Regions from separate parts of the Macaca mulatta genome. Here region 1 is linked to region 2. Evidence: chromatin contacts called from public Hi-C data. All regions are on one chromosome and are shown on one strand. Each heading gives the region's core, a stretch centred on a gene start, on an enhancer-like site or on the middle of the called end of the contact. The rest is flanking DNA. Distances are from core to core; before and after follow the strand shown. Region 1 holds the start of PLCG2 (phospholipase C gamma 2). Region 2 holds the start of ATMIN (ATM interactor).

Region 1 (4,647 bases), core at 1,428-3,927, 680 kb after region 2:
GAAAGCAGTTCTTCTCGTGGAACGAGGGGCGGTGGGTAGGTCTTCTGACCTACATCTTTTTTTTTTTTTTTTTTTGAGATGGAGTCTCGCTGTGTCTCCCAGACTGGAGTGCAGTCGCACGATCTCGGCTCACCGCAAGCTCCACCTCCCAGGTTCACGCCATTCTCCTGCCTCAGCCTCCCGAGTAGCTGGGACTACAGGCGCCCGCCACCACGCCCGGCTAATTTTTTGTATTTTTAGTAGAGGCGGAGTTTCACCGTGTTAGCCAGGATGGTCTCGATCTCCTGACCTCGTGATCCACCCGCCTCGGCCTCCCAAAGTGCTGGGATTACAGGTGTGAGCCACCACGCCCAGCCTCTGACCTACATCTAAACTCAGGGGTTGGGCCACAAGACTGGTATTTTGATCTTGGGCTGCAGACCCTCAGAGATGTGCCTGGGGCAGGCAGTTGTAGACTCAGTCAGAGCTGCATCCTTATTAGACATGGATCCCAAAGTGTACCCGGAGCCCTCCTTTCCACTGCCCATCATCCCATCAGGAGAGGGCCCTGCCTTTGCTTCTCACAGCCTTTCATTCATCCAGTCACCCATTCATTTATTCATTGAGCACAATGTATCAAATAGAACCTTAAAAGTCTGTGCTAAGTGGAAGAAGTCAGTCACAAAAGTGCACATACTGTGTGATTCCATTTATACGAACATCCAGAGTGTCTATAGAAGCAGAAAGTAGGTTAGTGCTTGCTTAGGGCTGAGGGAGATGGGGGATAGAAGGGTGACTGCCCACAGGTACAGGGTATCATTTTTGGGTAATGAAAACATTCTAAAATCCAACATAATGAGGTCTGCACAGTTCTGAATACACTAAATACCACTGCACTGTACACTTTCTAAGGGTGAACTGAATGGTGTATGAATTATACCTCAATAAGGCTGTCTAAAAATATGTGTTGAGCACTCACTGTGTGACCTGCATGCTAGGGACTCAGGAATGAATAGAACTAATGCCATCCTCACCCTCAGGCCACATACAGTCTGGGGGTGGAGGCAACTGCTAAACAAATGATCATACAAATCAGTTTCCTTTTTGTTTTGCATTTTATTTTGTTTTTAACAGACACTGTAAACCAAAAATAAAATTGTAAGGCCCTGCAACCTTCTGAATGGACCCCTCCTCTCAGCCAAGGACATTCTAGAATTAACCTGAAAATCTAGTTCAGGCCGTCCTGGAAGAGGGGGTTGGACATTTCTCATTATACCCTCCAGCTTTAACACAGACCTTAAGTCTGATAAGAAACATTTACAACCTATTCTCTCTGAAGCCTGCTACGTGGAGGCACCATCTGCATGAGAAAACCTTGGTCTGCACAACCCATATTGCAACTCAGACATTTTCTTTCTTTCTTTATTCCTCCCTTCCTTTCTTTTTTCTTTCTTTTTTTTTTTTTTAGAGACGGAGTCTCTCTCTGTCTCCCAGGCTGGAGGTGGAGTTCAGTGGCGCAATCTTGGCTCACTGCAAGCTCCGCCTCCTGGGTTCACGCCATTCTCCTGCCTCAGCCTCCTGAGTAGCTGGGACTATAGGCGCTGCCACCATACACAGCTAATTTTTTTGTATTTTTAGTAGAGACGGGGTTTCACAATGTTAGCCAGGATGGTCTTGATCTCCTGACCTCGTGATCCACCCGCCTCGGCCTCCCAAAGTGCTGGGATTACAAGCATGAACCACCACACCTGGCTCTTTTTTTCCTTCCTCCCTCCCTCCTTCCCTTCCTCTCTTCCTTCCTTCCTTTCTCTCTCTCTCCCTTTCTCTCTCTGTTTGTTTCTTTTTTCTTTCTTTTCTTGACAGGGTCTCACTGTGTTGTCCAGGCTGGACTGCAGTGGCGTGATCTTGGCTCACTGGAACCTCCACCTCCCAGGTTCAGCCCGCCTCAACCTGCCAAGTAGCTGCGATTACAGGCATGTGCCATCACACCCGGCTAATTTTTGTATTTTTAGTAGAGACAGGGTTTCACCATGTTGGCCAGGCTGGTCTCAAACTCCTGACCCCAAGTGATCCACTCACCTTGGCCTCCCAAAGTGCTGATACCACGGCACCTGGCCATGACTCAGACATTTCTTACTACAGATAATAACTTTTTCAACCAATTGGCAAACAGAAAAAATTTCCATCTACTTACAACCTGGAAGCCCCTGCTCCCTTTGGGTTGCCCCAGCCTTCCAGATGGAACCAATGTCCATCTTGCACATATTGATGTATTATGCCTCTCTAAAATGCATAAAAAGAAGCTGTACCTTGACCACCTTCGACACATATCAGGATCTCCTGAGGCTGTGTCACAGGCACGTCCTTAAACCTTGCAAAATAAACTCTCTCGATTGATCGAGCCCTGTCTCAGATACTTTGGGATGTCTCAGATACACTTGGCAATGGTACCTATTTATGGGTGTAACGCGAGGTTTCCATACATGTACACATTGTGTAATGATCAAATCAGGTTAACGAGCAAATCCATCACCCCAAACCTTGATCACTGCTTTGTGGTGAGAACATTCAGACGCCTCCTGTAGCTGTTTGGAAACACACAGTACTTCATTGTTAACTGTCCTCACCCTCGGGACAGCCACGGAGGGCCGAAAGGAAGTGCAGGCTGCTGTGAGCGCCTTCAAGAGGGGGCAGCACTGAGCTCACCTGCGAGCCTAGACCTGGAGAGAAGCTGGAGTCTCCAGCCCGAGGGGAGGCGAAGGAGGGAACCGCCTTGCAGGCAGAGGGAAGAGCATGTGCGGAGGCCCCGAGGCAGAGCCTGGCAATTCGGCGGCGGAACAGATGCTGGAAGGGAGGAGGAGGAGGAGCAGGAGGAGGTACGGGGGCCTGGGTCGCTGCGGAGAGCCGAGGTCTCTGAAGTCGCAGCACTAGGGCAGTGGGAAGCTGTTACGGGGTAGACGCCCCGGATGGGGGAGGGGCTATATGATAATCTGGGAGTTGTTCTTTATTGTGGAGTAAAGGGAGGCAGAGGTGAAGCCGTCGAGGGAGCAGCGAGCTCATCACTCCCCACATTCTATTAAAATGCACATTCTCCCGGGAGGGGGCTTCCAGTTAATGAAACAGGAAGCAAGGTCTGTTGAGCTTGCAACCAGCTGAGAGCAATTTGAGGACAAAAGGAAAGGGCGGGAAGAAGCGGGATCTCGGGAAGTTGGCAGGCAGGTGAGAGCCTGGCTGGCCTGTTCACGCTTGTCTGCCCCTGGTGGCCGGGACGGGAAGGTCAGAGGACAGGGTCGGCGGCGCCAACCCCCGTGGGGGTCCCAGCTGCTGCAGATCCGGGCTGGGGCTGGGCCTGGCCGCTGCTGGGGGCGGGAGGCAGTTCCCAGCCCGGGGCCGATGACGTCAACGTTGTCATGGAGATCCGGCTTCCCTGCCCAGCGTTGCAGCTGCGGGAGCCCGGGGCGGGGAGGCTCTGCGAGGCTGAGGGAAGCAGAAGGCACAGACCTGGGTCCTGCAGGCGGTGCAGGCGCAGGCGGTGGCTCCACCTAGGAGCACAGCCCTGGCAGAGGCAGGATGCCCAGAATGGGAGGGCTCCCTGCTGCACCCAGCCCGCCCCGCCCCGTGTCGCCCAGACGTGGCTTCGGCCTTGCACTAGCTCCTGGGGTAGCCGATGAGGAACCCCCTGAGATGGGGGCCCAGGCTTCCCCACCCTGGGGTCCAGAGACTTAGTCCCCAGTCTGGAAGTTGTCTTGGCAGAAGAGTGTTCTGGTATGCTCCTGTGCTCCCCCCTTTAACAGGAGTGTTTCCGGACCAAACTGAGGGTGGGGCTGCTTATTCTCCGGCCCCATAACCAGATGCAGATGAACGGGGAAAGGAAGGAGTTGGTTTCTGTAACCGGGTACAGGGAGAAGGCCTGGAGATTATCCCCAGACCAACTCAAAATTACAAAGTTTTCCAGAGCTTATATACCTTCTAAGCTACATGTCTACGTCTAAGTGTGCATTCATCTAAAGACATAAGTGATTAACTTCTATTTTTATTTTTATTTTTTTATTTTTATTTTTTTTTGAGACGGAGTCTCACGCTGTTGCCCAGGCTGGAGTGCAGTGGCGCGATCTCGGCTCACTGCAAGCTCCGCCTCCTGGGTTCACGCCATTCTCCTGCCTCAGCCTCCTGAGTAGCTAGGACTACAGGCGCCCGCCACCGCGCCCGGCTAATTTTTTGTATTTTTAGTAGAGACGGGGTTTCACTGTGGTCTCGATCTCCTGACCTTGTGATCCGCCCGCCTCGGCCTCCCAAAGTGCTGGGATTACAGGCTTGAGCCACCGCGCCCGGCCGTGATTAACTTCTGTAGCTAAGGTCTGAGTCCTGAAGCTCTTCCTCTGGAGCCTCAGTAAATTTAGTTCATCTAAATGGGTCCAGGTGCTGGGGTGATTACCCTTATCTTGTCTCCTACTAAATCATGGAGGTGTGGGGAGTTCCTTCAGACCCCCAGTAAACTTGTCTGTGGAGGTCTGGGGAGTTATTTCAGACCCCCAATAAAATTTGTTTAATCCTAAATGGGTCCCATTAAGAATTCCTTCGTTTTCCTGTCATGCTTCAAGGCCCAGGAAAGGCCCAGGCAAAACTCTTGGTGGGCTTTTGTGATATTCCAGTCTTTGTAGAAGGGTA
Region 2 (5,180 bases), core at 49-2,548:
ATTCCAAGGATTTTAGGAGTTGCATGCCAGGACAAAGACCAAATATATACTTCACATTATCACAGTTATCTTGCAAGGCAAAGGCACTTGGCAGTTGGAGAAATTATCCTGGATTATTTGAATGGGCCCAATGTCATCACAAGGGGCCTCAAGAATAGAAGAGTCGGATCACTACTGAAGAAATCAGAGTGATGTGATGTGACGAAGACTCAACTCACAGTTACTGATTCTGGAGATGGAGGAAGGGGCCATAAGCCAAGGAATGTAGGCAACCTCTAGAAGCTGGGAAAGGCAAGTGAACAGATTCTCCCCTGGAGCCTCCAGAAGAAATACAGCCCTGTTGACACCTTGATCTTAGCCCAGCAGACTCATTTCTTCTGACCTCCAGAGCTGGAAGATAATAAATTTGTGTTAAGGCAATAAGCATATGGTAATTTGTTAATAGCAAGAGAAAACGAATATAGCTGCTAGTATGTAAAAGCTGGAAGTTTTCACATAAAACTCTAGCCATGCCAAAGATGAGTGGCAGCTGCCCCCTTTTAATAAAGGATGTGTTTCCAATTTCACTGCAGTCCTCACCCCTCCCTTTTGTCTACCCCAGCCTCCTATGTCCATTTACATGACCTACCTAGTCTAAGTATTTAAGTTTTGGAATCATATACTGAACTACAGTGTCTCCCAAACAGTAATCCTAATTTCAGCAACTAAAATAGAAGCAAGCAAATCCTGCTTCCCTAAAATGATTAACCCCATCAATTATAACAATCCTTTCATCTGTATAGTGTGGTCTAGGTCAAGTTAATTTATATAAGCCTAAATGTCATTCTCTGCACACGGTGGGGCAAGTTACAGTACATACCCGCTACAGTCGTTTTGAAGACAAAATGAGACACAGCATGAGAAGTGTATCCACTAGACCTCCCTGGTACCCAGCAAGGCCTAGGTAAAAACGGCGGAAATTACTGTACTTCTGCCTCACCTGCCACTAGATATTTGGGTTGTTTCTAATCTTTGGGAAGTAAACGCATTGCTCAACGTATTGATTTTTCTTTTATCTGACTACTGCCTGAAGCCACGTTCCTAGGAAGAATGGATCGATTAGAGGGGCGGGGCAATACCTTTTACCTGCTGGCAGGTGAAATTTCGCCCCCTGGCGGCCTCACCTAAAGTCCTCTCCATCCAAGGCGCGCCCTCCGCAGCCGGCAGGAGGCGCCGCGGCCTCCTGGGCCCGCCGGATGCTAATGAGCCTGGCGGCCCCGCCCCCTGCCGGAAGTGGCTGCGGCGGGGGCGGGGCCTGCAAGCTGGGCCCCGCGTCCGTGCGGGAACCATGGCGGCCTCGGAGGCGGCGGCGGCGGGGTCAGCGGCTCTGGCGGCGGGTGCCCGGGCCGTCCCGGTGGCCACGAGAGGAGCCGCCGCCGCCGCCTCGGGCCCGTGGGTGCCCCCGGGACCCCGACTGAGGGGCAGCCGGCCGCGGCCCGCGGGGGCGACGCAGCAGCCCGCGGCCCCCGCGCCGCCGGCTGGGGAGCTGATCCAGCCGTCGGTGAGTGAGCTGTCCCGGGCCGTGCGGACCAACATCCTGTGCACCGTGCGCGGCTGCGGCAAGATCCTGCCCAACAGCCCCGCGCTCAACATGCACCTGGTCAAGAGCCACCGCCTGCAGGTGAGCCCGACGCGGCCGGCGGCCGGCGGCCCGGGCAGCTGGGCCTGGCTCCAACAAAGCGCCCGGCGCCGGCGCGCGAACCCGGCCTCGGGGGGACGAGCGCCCTGCGCGCCGCCGCTGCCCCGCCGGCGTCTGCCCGCCCCGGCCGGAGGCGGCTGTCGAACCCTCGCGACTGGCCCCGCAGGTGCGGCCTCTGGCGGGGAGGAGGAGCCGGGAGCCCCGGGTCTGCCACACGCGCCGGTTCCCTGGCCCCGAGGGTTGTGCCGGGCGCCGGCCCAGGCATTTTACACGTTTTTGCCCGTGACTTCTCACTGCAGTTTGGCGACGGACGCGTCGTCTCCATTATATTAATGAGAAACAGATTATGCAACAACCTAGGTGATGCGGGGCTTTAAACCGGGGCCTCTGGTTCTGAAGCCCTGTGCTTGCCACCACACCCACAATTCCGCCCTTAGGTGCTGCCCAGTGGACTGTATGTGCCAAAATAACTAGAAGAGAGGGTTTTAAATGTTCTTACCACCAAGAGACAATACGTTTGAGGTCAAGGACACGTTAAATACTCAGACTTGATCACTGTGCAATGTGTATGTGCATCCATGCTGCACACTGCGCCCCATCAGTAGGAATGATTACTGTGTGTCGATTAAGAATAAAAAAATGTTTTAAAGGGGCGGTAGGTTTGCCTCTAAACACCATCGGTCAGTTTCACGGTGTTGGTAAGATCAGCTCAGGATTGAGACCTAAGGGAAATTGCCCCTGTGGCTCTTCTCTAAGAGGGGGACACAGTAAATACACCATGACAATAGTCTGAACAACCCTCCATGTTATGCAAAACGGGGCTGTAATTTTCAACCCCGGGACACATCTGTGACAAGCTTATTAAAAATCCAGATGTCCAACCCCACCCCAGACCTATTAAGTCATAATCTCTCAGTCATTACAATGGCAAGTTTCCTTCCACCACTCCAGGCCAGCAGTGACGTAATTCAAAAGCGCAAGTCATTGAAAGCAGTTCTGCGAATATGTAGCTTTTGATGATCAGGAGTAAATTTAGAGTACCCAGAGTATTGCATGTTCTGTCTGCGCGTAGTCAGGCTTCTGATAAGAATTTCACAGCAGAAAACTCTGAGGTTGTAGTCTCTAGTAGGACAGATGTGTCGCCAATGAAGGGTGATCTGCTCTTACCACCATCTAAACTGAGGTACAACAACGTTCTCAAATGAAGATCAGGGAGCCAGTCAGGAAATGTACTTGAGGTATGCTGAGGAAGACCCTGCAGGTAGGGCTGAATTGTTGGACTGAAAAGCTCTAGGTTTCTTTCAGCACACAAGTGTAACTCTGGGAATGGCTTTCAACCTATTGTTTTGTTTTCATACTAAATTTTAACTGAATCCTTTTTTTCCCTGTTGTTTTTGTGTTTTTTTTGTTTGTTTTTGAGACAGAGTCTCACTCCATCACCCAGGCTGGAGTGCAATGGCGCCATCTCAGCTCACTGTAACCTCCACCTCCCGGGTACAAGCAGTTCTCCTGCCTCAACCTCCCTAGTAGCTGGGATTACAGGCACCTGCCACCACACCCTGCTAATTTTGTTTTGTATTTTTAGTAGAGACAGGTTTCACCACGATGGCCAGCCTGGTATCGAACTCCTGACCCTCGGGTGATCTACCCATTTCGGCCTCTCAAAGTGCTGGGATTCCAGGTGTGAGCCACCGTGCCCAACCTAAATCCTTTATTTAATCATAACTTAGAATGAACTATTTCTTAATAGTTTCTGTTGTTCCTTTCTGTGGACTTGCTGTTAGGAGCTCTAGCTGTTTAAAAACCCTGGTAAACATCTGTTGAACATAAAGATACCATTTACTTTTCAGGACTGGTTAGTATACAGTAGGTTTGTTTCAATTATGTTGGGTTTTTTGTTTTGTTTTGTTTAGACAGTCTCACTCTGTCGCCCAGGCTGGAGTGCAGTGGCGCGATCTTGGATGACTGCAACCTCCGCCTCCCAGGTTCAAGCGAGTCTCCTGCCTCAGCCTGCCTAGTAGCTGAGATTACAGGTGCATACCACGACGCCCAGCTAATTTTTGTATTTTCAGTAGAGATGGGATTTCACCATGTTGGCCAGGCTGGTCTTGAACTCCTGACCGCAAATGATCCACCCGCGTCAGCCTCCCAAAGGGCTGAGATTACAGGTGTGAGCCGCTGCACCCAGCCAGGGAAAACTTTCTTTTTTAGCAGGAATTATATCTCACCAGATCCATCACTTTTTTTCTTGACAAACAGACTGACTTTCCTGTCTTGTCCTGGCTTTCTAACCACAGTGCCCAGTGGCCCCTGAGCAGCTGCTGTCTTGGTGTCTTCCTTTAATGAAGGTGGTCTGTGTGACACAATAGCCATCTATATGATGGTGCCCAGTATGGTGATCCGTACCCTCAGTCTGGTTACTACATAGAAGGCTCTTGAGGGTCTTGCTCTGTTACCCAGGTTGCTGTCAGACTCTTGAGCTCAAGTGATCCTCCTGCTTTAGCCTCCCCAGTAGCTGAGACTATAGGCTCTGCCACCATACTCTGCCTCAAACATTGTTTTTTGTTGTTGTTGTTTGAGACAGTCTCACTCTGTCACCCAGACTGGAGTGCAGTGGCATGATCTTGGCGCACTGCAACTTCTGCCTCTCAGGTTCAAGCAATTCTCTTGCCTCAGCCTCCTGAGTAGTTGGGACTACAGGCATGCTCCACCACGCCCGACTAATTTTTGTTTTATTAGTAGAGACAGGGTTTCGCCATGTTGCTCAGGCTGGTCTTGAACTTCTGACCTCAAGTGACCCGCCTGCTTCAGCCTCCCAAAGTACTGGGATTACAGGAGTGAGCCGCTGCACCAGGCCTCAAACATTATTGTTGATACCTGTTTTCAAAGTACTGGAAGGAGGGAGAGGTAAGGACAAGGAACCGGGAGGATGCCTGGCTGGGAAGCTATCTTAGGTTTTAAGAGCTGTGTTGACCAGAGACTCCACCTACATTCTGCCCTGAGTATCTCATTGGCAGGTTTTCTTATAGGCAGTGGAAATTTTCAGTCTTGGTTACAGCTGCTTGCATAATTTCTTTCATTGTTTATATATTTTCTAGATTATATTTTCTTCCTCTCCCCACTAGTTGCTGTATGGTTCTTATTTTATTCTAATCTTTCTTCCCAAAACACCCCACCCGCAACCAAATCTTCCCTTCTTAACATAAATGATGAGCAAGCCCTACAGAAAGAGGATGGGTGAGAATGAGGAATTGGATTGCAAGCTGTAGAGTATGTGCCGCCTTCTGGTTTGATGTGGGTGCCTAAGGTATATGGCCATATTCCATGTCTGTAAGGAAATCCAGAAATCTAGCCCAGCCTTGTGTACGGTGGGATTCATGGAGAAATGAAAGCTATGAAGATTCAGGGGCAGGAAGAATAGAAGTAAATGCACATTTTTTTACTACTAGAAATTCTTTTGTTCCTTGCATATGAAAGCAGTGAGTGGACAGGCGGGCACTTA

What was found. Hi-C and Micro-C count contacts between places; a contact is called where the count stands out from the background.
Region 1: a Hi-C map of liver shows a contact between it and region 2, with 3 times the contacts expected there. The contact joins the promoter of PLCG2 here to the promoter of ATMIN in region 2. A contact is called at or near these places in 2 of 14 Hi-C or Micro-C datasets (fetal cortex germinal zone and liver).

Annotation. Positions count from the first base shown.
Region 1 is chr20:77,100,582-77,105,228 of T2T-MMU8v2.0, forward strand. It overlaps PLCG2 (phospholipase C gamma 2), which reads left to right and starts at 2,678. Exons shown (of 33, transcript XM_077986963.1): 1 at 2,678-2,855.
Region 2 is chr20:76,424,642-76,429,821 of T2T-MMU8v2.0, forward strand. It overlaps ATMIN (ATM interactor), which reads left to right and starts at 1,299. Exons shown (of 5, transcript XM_077986946.1): 1 at 1,299-1,330; 2 at 1,410-1,660. The coding sequence starts at 1,631. The region is part of intron 1 of C20H16orf46 (chromosome 20 C16orf46 homolog); the gene reads right to left.